Regions from separate parts of the Ovis aries genome. Here region 1 is linked to region 2. Evidence: chromatin contacts called from public Hi-C data. All regions are on one chromosome and are shown on one strand. Each heading gives the region's core, a stretch centred on a gene start, on an enhancer-like site or on the middle of the called end of the contact. The rest is flanking DNA. Distances are from core to core; before and after follow the strand shown.

Region 1 (5,896 bases), core at 3,091-5,590, 510 kb after region 2:
ATCCACACTTGCTAGATTACCTGGTAGCCTCCCTGCCTCCAGGCATCCTGCAGACTAATCTTGCTTAAAATTCAACTACATTCCTGTCCCATTTGTCCTTAAATCAATTCTAAAACCGCAGTAGCATTAAGTTCAGACTCAAACAGGGCCTTTTAATTTCATTTATTTCATGAAATTCAAAGACACTTGCTCCTTGGAAGGAAAGCTATGACAAACATAGACATGTATTAAAAAGTAGAGACATCAGTTTGCTGACAAAGGTCTGTATAGTCAAAGCTATGGTTTTTCCAGTAGTTATGTATGAATGTGACAGTTGGACCATAAAGAAGGCTGAGCACTGAAGAATTGATGTTTTTGAATTGTGGTGCTGGAGAAGACCCTTGAGAGTCCCTTGGACTGCAAGGAGATCCAACCAGTCCATCCTAAAGGAAATCAGTCCTGAATATTCATTGGAAAGACTGATGCTGAAGCTGAAACTCCAATAAACTTTGGCCACCTAATATGAAGAGCCTACTAATTAGAAAAGACCCTGATGCTGAGAAAGACTGAAGGCAGGAGAAGGGGATGACAGAGGATGAGATGGTTGGATGGCATCACCAACTCAATGGACGTGAGTTTGAACAAGCTCCAGAAGTTGGTGAAGGACAGGGAAGACTGGCGTGCTGCAGTTCACAGGGTCACAAAGAGTCAGACACAACTGAGCAACTGAACAACAACACAGCCTGGGAGGCCTCCAGGATCTGGCTCCTTTTTGCCCCTAGCCATACAAGTTCTAGTCATTCCAAACTTTTTTTACTGCTGATGACTTCATGCTGTCTCTCACCTCTAAGCCCATGTCCATGAGTCTTCCAGAACTAGATTATTCTTAGGTTCACAAAGGAGATGTTTCTTCCCTCTAAGAAGTCTTCTCTGAACTCTGAGCTGGGGTTAGGCTCCTCCTATGTGTTTTGACATCACTGTGCACCCTAACATTCACTGACAGCACTATATTCCAACTTTGTTAATTGCTTGTTCAACTATTCTATAAATTCTATGTAGGCAGGGCTGTATCCTCAACCCTTGATATAGAGTCTTGGGCATTTTTGGCTCAGTACATATTTATTGTCTTGAATTGGATAAAGATAAGTTCCTCTCTTCCCTGGTAGGTGTAATGGTAAAGAATCTGCCTGCAATGCAGGAGACCTGTGCTCCAGCCCTGGGTCAGGAAGATCCCCTGGAGAAGGAAACAACCACCGCACTCCAGTATTCTTGCCTGGAGAATCCCACGGACAGAGGAGCCTGGTGGGCTACAGTCCATGGGGTCTCAAAGAGTGGGACACAACAACTAAGCAACTATCACACACACACAAGCTCCTCTCAGGCCAGGCTGGAGATCCCAGTTGTACACATTCTGGAGAGTTCGGGGGTGGGGTGGGGTGGGGTTCTGTGACCCACGACTCAAGAGGTCTGCCTTCTTTAACCTTCTTCATAATAGTCTCATGAAAATAATGAGTGTTATTCTAATGGGGCCCCTCTCAATAGCCAGCAGTGAGGCTGCAGCGGTTGGGGTGGGGAGCACTGGTAGCTAGACAAGAGTACTGTAGCAAATTCCTTCATGGCAAAGACCATATCCATTCTGTTTGCTACCGTAACCCTAATGCCTATTAGAGAGCTAGACACAAAGCGTATGCTCATTAAATGTTTTTTCAATCAATGAATCAACTGTTTCTCTCTCACTTTTTTTTTTTTTTTTGCAGGGGTGGTAGGGGGGGGGTGGCGTTCACATGGCTTGGATCTTAGCTCCCTGACCAAGAATTGAAACTGGTCCCACAGAAGTGGAAGTGCTGAGTCCTAACCACTGGACCACCAGCACGCCTGTCAAGTTGCTCAGTCGTTTCCGACTCTTTGTGACCCTATGGACTGCAGCCAGCCAGGCTTATCTGTCCATGGGGATTCTCCAGGCAAGAATACTCGAGTGGTTCCCCTGCCCTCCTCCAGGGGATTGTCCCGATCCAGGGATCAAACCTGTGTCTCTTATGTCTCCTGCAATGGCAGGTGGGTTCTTTACCACTAGTGCCACCCAGGAAGGCAAACCAGGGAATTCCATGAATCAATTCTCTAAAGTGGAGAGCAAACTCTGACTGGCACATGCCATCGTTTTTTTTAACTTACTTAAATTAAAAATATATACATTATAGTTTATTTACAATGTTGTGTTAGTTTTAGATGTGCCATAAGCTTTAATGAATTGAAAAACTGAAAGAGAAACTTCCAAAATCAAGGTTGGAGGATGTCTGGTGGAGGAAGGTGACTGTGTGTTAGATGCAGGCATGGCACACGTTGACCTACCAAGTGCATCCTCTCAAAGTCCGGGTGCCTGGTGCACAAGCTTACAAGACACCCCAGAAGCTCCCCCACGGATTCTCACCACAGGTTCCCCGAAACTGAGGCCTCAGCATCCCTTCTTCCTGACTTTCTTACAGATCCTCTCTTGGAGGTGTCAGGCCTGTCTTCTCATTCTGGCTGCTTGTTCTGGTCCTTCCTGGCTCCCTGCTGCCTTCTGGCCTAGGACCCAGTTTTTGAGAGGGCCTGAGACATTGATGGGTAATAGCTAGGAATCAAGATGCCCCTGTCCCACCTTTAATTGAGACCATGAACTAGAAAACTAGACTGGCATTCACCCAATTCTTGAGGCCAATCCAGGGGAAGCAGGGACCTGGAGAGGAGTATGTCAGTGACTGTGCCTGAGAAAGAGAAACTTTATCCAGTGCCTTCCTGGGCTTCTCCTGCCTCATATTGTTTAACCGTCTCAACAATCTGGGGACAAAGTGCAGACATGCCAATTCATACAGACGAGGAGACTGAGGCTCAGAGATGTGACCTGTCTTGACTAGATCACACTGGAACTGGAACCCAGGACATGGTTAGGCAGAAACTGGCACTGCTGTGCACTAACTGCTTAACCCCTCTGACTTTGTTTGCTCATCTGTTAATTGGGGGTAATCATGCACAACCCACAGGGTTGTTCGGGGGATTAAATAAAATAATACCCTGATTAAATAATGTGGCTCACACTCAAACTTCTGTACTATAATTAATGTAGTTGCAGATCCCAGGTTCCACTGGCTTTGCACCGCACAGTTTCTGCTGGAAGCCTTTTGCTTTTTTTTTTTTTTTTAAACATCATTAGCCCTTGCCTTACTCCTGGGACTTCCTGAGGACAAGGCCCTTTCTTCAGTCAAGCTGACCTAAACAGAGCCAGCCCTCCTGCCCCTCCCAAGCCACAGCTGTGAGTTGGAAAGCTGGATGCTGAGGCCCCTAATAAAGAGCAGACCTCCCAATCTCCTCGATCCCTCCCTCTCCCCTCACACGGCTTTCAAATTAAAAGTAACTAAAAGCTAAAGGTCTAACAGAAGGAGAGGGGAGTAGGTGGTGCAAAACCCTCTCCATATTGAGAAAGCCGTGCTCTCTCCCTAGGAAGAGGGTATCCAAGAATCCAGACCCAGGGGGGGTCTAGTCCCACCATGTCTTTCTCAGCTCTGGGGAGCTTAGTCCTTCCCTGGGCTCGTCAGAGTGGGAAACAGAGCTCACAGTCTATGGTCCTCGGGTCACAAAGCAGGCTCAAGTGTTTGGAACCCTAGCCCTAGCAGAGGCGCGGCTGGTCTCCAGCCACGGGGAATGGCTTTGGACTTCTCTTTGGAGACAAAGCTTTGAAGAGAAAGCCTCTAAGAACCCAGAAGAGACGCTGCACCCTTAGTCAGCCACCAGCAAGAAGATGAGGTGTTTAGGGGGACCCAGAGAGAACTGTCGCCCCAAGTTACACGAGCCTGTCTGGACCCTCTTTCTCCTCTTTTAATAAGACTTGGGCCTCTGTATTCTGAGCTGCAGAGACTAGAGCAAGCTTCCAAACCTCAGCTGGGGCAGACCCGAGGCAAGGGCGGGAACCCCACCATCCGCAAGCTTCCTCGGAGCCTTCCTCACTAAGGTCCCTTGCCGGCCCAGGGAGGTGTCTCTTGCAGGCTCAGACAAGAATTGAAAGAGGGTGGGAAATGGGACAGTTAGCGCCTCCCTCCGCCCCCCAGCCACCAAATGGCCCTTTATTTTCAATTCAGAAAGTTAGGGGGGAAAAAAAAAAAGCTAGAAGTGCGTCCCTCCCTCACCACAAACCCCCAACTTCATTTGAAAGGACCAACTGCGACTTGGCTTAAAGGTGATTTTCGCTACTATCGTCTTTGATAACTGCTGTAATCAGAGGTCTTCCAAAGCCCAAGTACCTTCTGAATTCTCCGAGGAAAGTAGAACTGGGGGGTGGAGCTGGAGCGCCGGGAAGAAGGAGAAGAGAAACAGAAAGCCAACTCAGCGGGGAAACGCCCACGAAACTCAAAGGTGTGACCCGGGGCTGCTGCCCGTCGCGGTCGCCCGGGAGTTGGGTAGGCGAGCCGGGGAGAGATTTTGGTTTTGTTTTCAGGGATCATTTGGATTTGGTTTTAAAAACTTCGGGTGGGGGGCTCTTTTTGATGGCTGGCTCTGCTCCATCTCTTGCTTCCAATTTCATTGTCGCCTGAGGGCCTAGATGCGCAAGGCCACGCCAGAACACCACGCTCCCCTAACTTCCCCTAACGTGGCTCATCTCTCGAGTTGGGCCTCCTTCCCAGAGGGTCGCAGCCGCCTCGACTGCGGGTTTGAGGGAAAAACCCTCATTCGTAATTCCATGATGATCTCTCAAGGGAAAAACACAAGAGGTGAAAATCAAAATCCGGGTTGAGGCTGGGACATTCGCTCAAGTACCCAAGCCGGCGAGGGTCACTCCTCCGGGAGCTCAGGGTGGTGGGTCCCCCGCAACGCCCCGGGCAGAAGCAGACAGAGAAGAGACCTCTCAGTTCGCCTCGGCCAGGAGGCATTTCTTGCCCGCTGCGGCTCCTGGACCACCCAGGACCCCGGGCATCGAGGGAGCAATCTGAAAGGATCTTAGAACAACACTGGGAGAGGGAAACTCGGCTCGCCCCACCTCTCCGCGACGCCCCTGTTGACAGACGCGCGCAGTCAATCCGCTGAACCTCGGCGGAGGGCGGACGGCAAGATTCAAACCCGCCTATGAGCAGTGGGAGGGGCGGGTGGGCAGAACTCATTTTAAGGAGCTAACCGCCTCTTTTTGTGGGCCTCCAGCCCCGAGGTTGCTCCCGACTAGTGGGTTTATTTTGCTTTTGCTGGGGAGGCAGATGTTGACCTCCCTCTATCTGCTCGGCCCAGGCTCGGGGAAATCTCCCAACCATTTGCTTCCCTTGCGCCACCCCCCACCGGTGTTCCATCCCCGGAGTCAGCTCCCCAGGCCTTTAAACCTTCTGGAATGTCACACATGGAAACCTTTAGCAAATGTTTGTTAATGATCATAACAAAGGCATCATTCAAATTAGGCAGGTAATTACTACCAGAAGGACGACTGAGTGCTTCCTTGCTCATCCGTTCTCTCTGTTTTAAACTCGCGAGGAGTTATGGCCCGAAGACACCCCGGCCCAGTCCACTTTTCGGGTCCCTTTAAGCGTCTCTGAAAGGAACTGTGAAGTTACCATTTGTGGGCGGGGAGAGCAGAGGCCTGCGTCCCGGAGATCCCGGCTTGACCAGGCTGGCAATGTCGTAGCAGCAAAGTAGGCCTTACTGGGTAGGCCCTGCGCCCTGCCTCGCCTCCTACCCTCTCGAGTCCGTGGTATAAAAATTTGCATCTCAGCTGGATTTTATTATTAGCATGAAATCCAGCACCCGCTTTCCCCCTATTATTCCGCACTCCGATTTTGGGGGGTTCTTTAGTCCCCGTTCGTTATCTACAAACATTACGGTATCCTGTTAGCATTCCGAACAAGGGGCTGTTCATATATTTGCCTTCAATGATTTCCTGAAGGAACATGTGGAAGTAATAGTG
Region 2 (5,725 bases), core at 3,106-5,605:
GCTGCCGTGAAGAGAGGAATGCAAACGCATCTTCAAGGTCGTGATTTTAATTCTCCTGGATACCTACTTGGAAGTGAAACTGCTGGATCAGATGATAGTTCTATCTGTAATGTTTTGAGGAACTTCTACACTGTCTTTCATGGTGGCTCTTTCATTTTACATCCCCACCAACAAGAGTTCCAATTTCTCCAAATTCTTAGCAACACAACCTTAAAGAAATGTAACAGCCCTGCTAGTTGGCGTGAGACAATCTCATTACGATTTTGATGTGCATTTCCCTGATGATTAGTGATGCTGAGCAGCTTTTCATTTACCAGCTGGAATAGCAGCTATTTACTGAACAACTGTGAGCTCTGTTGGGCAGAGATCATTTTGTTCATTGCTCTGTCCCCACTGTTAAAGAATCTGACATGTGATAGGCACTTAATAAATATTTTTGAATGAATAAACCACCATGTGCCAGGCATGCCACAGGTATTATTTCCAAATTCTTATCAGATCAGAGGGAGGCATCAACATCCCTAAGCTATGGATTATAGATACAGATAGATATGGATAATGGATACTAAGATCACATAGCCAGGCAGAGGGAATAAATAGGACCCAAAACATGGGTCTTTGATGTGAACACACAGATGCTGCCTCAATACTTCACTAGCATCTCTGCTTCTGGCCTTTTAAATATCTTCTCAGTGCAAAAACAAAACAAAACAAAACAAAAAAACCACCAAAGGCAAATTGGGATCTCAGGCAAGAAAGGACTCTGGATAAAAAATCCAGACTCACAGAAATCAGAATGAAACATCTGGAAGTAGAATATCCAGTCCACTGCCTGGGAAATGCTGTGATTTGCACAATTGCAATAGTCAAAGCTATGGTTTTCCCAGTAGTCATGTGTGATGTGACAGCTGGACCTCAAAGAAAACTGCGTGCCGAAGAATTGATATTTTTGAATTGTGGTGTTGGAGAAGACTCTTGAGAGTCCCTTGGACTTCAAGGAGATCAAACCAGATAATCCTAAAGGAAATCAGTTCTGAATATTCATTAGAAGGACTGATGCTGAAGCTCCAACACTTTGGCCACCTGATGCGAAGAACTGACTCATAGGAAAAGACCCTAATGCTGGGAAATATTGAGGAAGAAGGAGAAGGGAACAACAGAGGATGGGATGGTTGGATGGCATCACCGACTCTATGGACATGAGTTTGAGCAAGCTCCAGGGGTGGGTGATGGACAGGAAAGCCTGGCATGCTGCAGTCCATGGGGTCGCAGAGTCGGACACGACTGAGCAACTGAACTGAACTAGCTTGTTATCTCAGATCTCAAGTTCTAGCTGCCTTCACTTTAAAATCAATTATATCAGTGAATTAAAACTCTCCACCTCAAAAGAGATGATTATCAGCAGAACCCTTTCTCAAACAGTTTAGCCCAATCTGTTAAAGCACAATGGCTAAAAATAAACTTACTTTGATACTTTACAAAATATAAAGCTGAACAACAGTGGACATGAAAATCTACCACAGTTTTTCTCAGGAAAAAAAAACAACAACATGTATAGATGTATATGTATAGAAAAATATCTTGGGTAAAATCTGTTAAGCCAATATTGTCTTAATTCAAAATTACACCTAATTTGAAACAACTGCTTTTTCCTAGGCCAATGGGGTACTCTATTGTTTTTTAATAAAAACAACAGAAAGTTCAAATTCAGTTTCTGCCCCCAAGAAAGCTATGTTTCGTGTTAACAAAGCTCTACTGAAAACCACTCATGCTGGGAGCAGGGGTCTCCATCATGACCCCAGGGTGGGAGGATTGTCAGTGGTTAGCCAAGGTCCCGAAAGACTTGAAATTTTGCTTTCAGATGTGAGGGGATAATTTAACTTGGCCTGAATGAACCAGCCTTTGGAGAAGAGGAGGCAGAGACTAGAATGTCAGTCCCAAAGGCCTGTGTTACTTTGTTCTGTTCATCACTTGATCAGAGGAACGCCCAGAATGGATCCGAGGTACCAGTACACATTCTCTTTGTAAATTGCAGTAGCATATATTCCTTTGTGTGACTTTACTTGAACAGTGTTTTCTTATCCATTTTTGTGTTGATGGACAATTGGGTTGCTTTCAGATTTGAAGCACTGTAAGTGAAGCAGTGGCTACAGTCAGGGGCTGGAGGAGGAGGAAGCGGTACTAATGCTGAGATCTGAACTGCCTTCCTCCAAAATGCCTGTGTTAAGGTTCTAGCCTCCAAAGTGATGGTATTTGGAGACAGAGCCTTTATAGAACTCATTAAGGTTAAGTGAGTTCATAAGGGTGGGGCCCTGGCCTGGCTTCCCAGGTGACGCAGTAGTAAAGAATCTGCCTGCCAATACAAAAGACCTGAATTTGATCCCTGGGTCAAGAAGATCTCCTGGAGGAGGACATGGCAACCCACTCTAGTATTCTTGCCTGAAAAAAACTCCCTGGACAGGAGAGCCTGGCAGGCTACAGCCAATGGGGTCACAAAGAGTCGGACATGACTGACCATGCACACAAGCACACTAATCTGATAGGTGAAGGTGAAGTCACTTAGTCGTGTCCGACTCTTTGCGACCCCATGGACTGTAACCTACTAGGCTTCTCCATCCATGGGATTCTCCAGGCCAAGAATACTGGAGTGGATTGCCATTTCCTTCTCCAAGGGATCTTCCCGACCCAGGGATCGAACCCCAGTCTCCCGCACTGGAGGCAGACGCTTTAACCTCTGAGCCACCAGGGAGGCCCTATCTTCAATCTGATAGGAACAGTGTGCTTATAAGAAGAGACATCAAAGAGCTCGGTGCACAAATAAGAGGTCCGGGGAACACACAGTGAGAAGGGGGCTATCTGCAAGCCCGAAAAAGAGCCCTCACCAGAACCCAACCAAGCTGGAACCCTGATTTCAGACTTCCAGCCTCCAGAACTGAGAGATGAGTCTCTGTTATTTACACAGTCCAGCCTGTGCTATTTTCTTATGGCAGCCTAAGCAGATTAAGAAGGGCAGATTGGGTGTGAACAAGTTACTGATTAGACAGAGACACGATGGAACTGTTCACATAAGGGTGAAGGAAACACTCTGTGTCTTGATCTGACTAGCAGTTACATGGGTAGATATCTAGATAACCAGATTGCATCAAACTGTCCATTTCAGATTTGTACATCTTTATGCCTTAACCTTAAACAAGTCCTTCTCCTTCCTACCACCATCCTTCCCACCACCATCCTTCCCAATGGTCTTAGGTCAGGCTGCTGTCATAAAACACTATAGACTGAGTGGCTTATAAACAATAAAAATAGATTTCTCACAGTTCAGGAGGCTGAAATCTGAGATTAGAGTGCCAGGATTAATGTTGAGGGCTCTCCTTTGGATTGCAGACCTCCTGCAGTGTCCTCACTTGGCCAAGGGACCTCGGATCTCTCTGGAGGCTCTTTTATACGGACTCCACCCTTAAAATATTCCATGCATGTGGGCTCCACCCTCATGATCTAAGACTGCACTACCTAATACCATCACTTTGGGAATTAGGAATTCAGCACACACATTTTGGAGGGACACAACATACCAAGAGAATCTGTGTTTAAAAAATATACCAAAATAGTCTGACTGCCTTTGAATAAGGCTGATAGGAGGGAAATTGACATATATGCTTTGTCTGATGTATTTATATACATATTTGAATATAATAAAAACTCAAGAGATCCTACAAGTTGCCCTAGATCAGCAAGGACCCAACGGCAGCGCTAGATTCAGACCCCGCCCCGTTCCCTAACTGTAGCGTCTGATAGCAAACCCGCAGCCAAGGAAATGTGCAGGAAGGACGCCCTGGAACATCCAAGACATAGAGTGAGCAGGGAGGCCTGGGGTCAAGGGGGCAGCTCTGTGGGGTCCAGAGCCTGAGTCACCCCCTCTGAGGGACACCCTGCCCGCACTGCGCCGGAGGAAGGAAGCTGAAGTGAGGGTGATTGGAAGGAGCGGGCGGAGCAAAACCAAGAGCTCCAGGAGGGGAGCTGCACCACCAGCTGGGCGGCCCGGCCAAGAACAACAGGAAGCTTCCATCCCACCCCTGCTCACTACAGCCCCGGCGGGGAGCCCGGGGTCATTCTCTCCAAAGGGCCTTCGGCAGATGTTACATAAACAAAACTTCCATTGACTCCAGTCTGGGCCTGGCCTAAAATAGCCCGCGGACTTTCCCCCCTGACTCTGCAGAGTCTCTCCAGCATCCCTCAAGGTCCCCAGCGCTGATGAGCTGCTTGCCTCCATGTGCGGACAGTACTCTAGAGCATCCTCAAGAGATTTCCCCAGCAGCAGAGGGCGGGGTCCCTTTGTTTTCCCTGGCAGATGTCCCTCTATGCTCTAAGACCTTTGATGGCTACTGAGCCAAGGGACACATCCCTCACCAGAGAGGCAGGAAGCCAGGTCTGAGGGATAGCTGGGTGGGCCGGCAGCAGGTGTGAGCCGGGCCGGCTCCTCTCTCTGAGTCTCTGTCTCTCTCTCCCCACCCACTTTACAGGATGGAGTGTGAGTGGGAGCCCACTAGCAAGCTCTCCAGGTCAGACCGCGAGGCTTCCTTGTCAGGGCTTTCTTTTGAGCTTTGTGCCTTCTCCTTTCGAGCCTTCCTATGTGCCTTTGTGATTGAACCCTCTTCAAACTCTCTCTGAGCTCCTGTAAGCTCCTCTGACCCCATTTACACTTCTTCTTTTTGCAGAAAACCATTCCATCTGTGCATATCTGGAGCTTCACAGAGCTGTGACACAGCTGTGATGCCACCCTCAGCTTTACCACCTCCACACTGCCCCTGAACACCAATAATGATCTTTTCCCCCTGAGTTGCCCCAGAATCCTGACTCAAAAAAAAAAAAATAACAAAACAGCATCAGCAACTTAAAAAGATATTGGTTAAAAAACTATGTGCCTGATACTATACTAAGCATTTTATGCTGTTTCATTTTATTTCTCATTGAGCAAGCCTATGAGATAGGTGTGATGGTAATCTCCAGAAGACTTCAGAAGAGTAAACTGTAATTTCCTATATTTATAGAAGTATTATAGGGTGTGTCGATGATACAGCAGAGGTGGAACACACTCAAGCCTGTAGGGCTAGTTTTCACACCTCAGATGTCCTAGAAAACAGTCCATAGGGGCTTATACCACCTCTTTTCCATAGTCTTCCTTGGGCAAAATCCAAGCTCCCCTACTCATTCTCAGTGTAATTAAATATATTATATTGATCAATTCCTTACTTAACCAATATTTATTGGGCATGTTATGTTCTCTAGGCAAGATGCTATTTAAGTCTACACAGGCCAAAAAGAAATAGCATGATGTGTAGTATGTGAATATTTAGCTCATATTTTATTGACAGTTGTACTTCGGTTGTGAGAGGGTCTTAAGTTTCTCAGGTTGAAGATCCCCAAACCAAGTCTCTGGCTAGGAACTAGCAGGTGTGCCAGTCTGCAGGAGAGAGGGAGGGAAGCATGTGGGGAGCTAGGAGGAACCCTACATTGGAAAGGTCCACACTCAGACCAAGGGGCCAGAGCCAGGCCGGGGAGGTCCAGCAGGGGACTGATATAACCTGGGAAACCCTGGCATTCAGAAGAATTTAGTTCAGATCCAGATCTTACTTCCCTGTAGCTCAAATGGTAAAGAATCTGCCTGTGATGCAGGAGACCAGGGTTTGATCCTGGGTTGGGAAGTTCCTCTGGAGAAGGGAATGGC

What was found. Hi-C and Micro-C count contacts between places; a contact is called where the count stands out from the background.
Region 1: a Hi-C map of tail adipose tissue shows a contact between it and region 2, with 10 times the contacts expected there. The contact joins the promoter of PDGFRA here to the enhancer-like site in region 2. A contact is called at or near these places in 8 of 16 Hi-C or Micro-C datasets (hypothalamus, liver, mixed tissues and 4 more).

What each region holds. Positions count from the first base shown.
Region 1 is chr6:70,431,772-70,437,667 of ARS-UI_Ramb_v3.0, forward strand. It overlaps PDGFRA (platelet derived growth factor receptor alpha), which reads left to right and starts at 4,341. Exons shown (of 24, transcript XM_060417114.1): 1 at 4,341-4,409; 2 at 5,876-5,896.
Region 2 is chr6:69,923,971-69,929,695 of ARS-UI_Ramb_v3.0, forward strand. All of the region lies in intron 2 of LOC121819871 (a long non-coding RNA gene), which reads right to left. Among named protein-coding and RNA genes, the nearest start is that of LNX1, 50 kb to the left of the region's middle. Within about 2 kb of position 4,356, at least 10 of the 54 cell types and tissues checked have an H3K27ac peak or open chromatin away from gene starts, as enhancers often do. A contact at or near this core is called in liver, where this site is marked.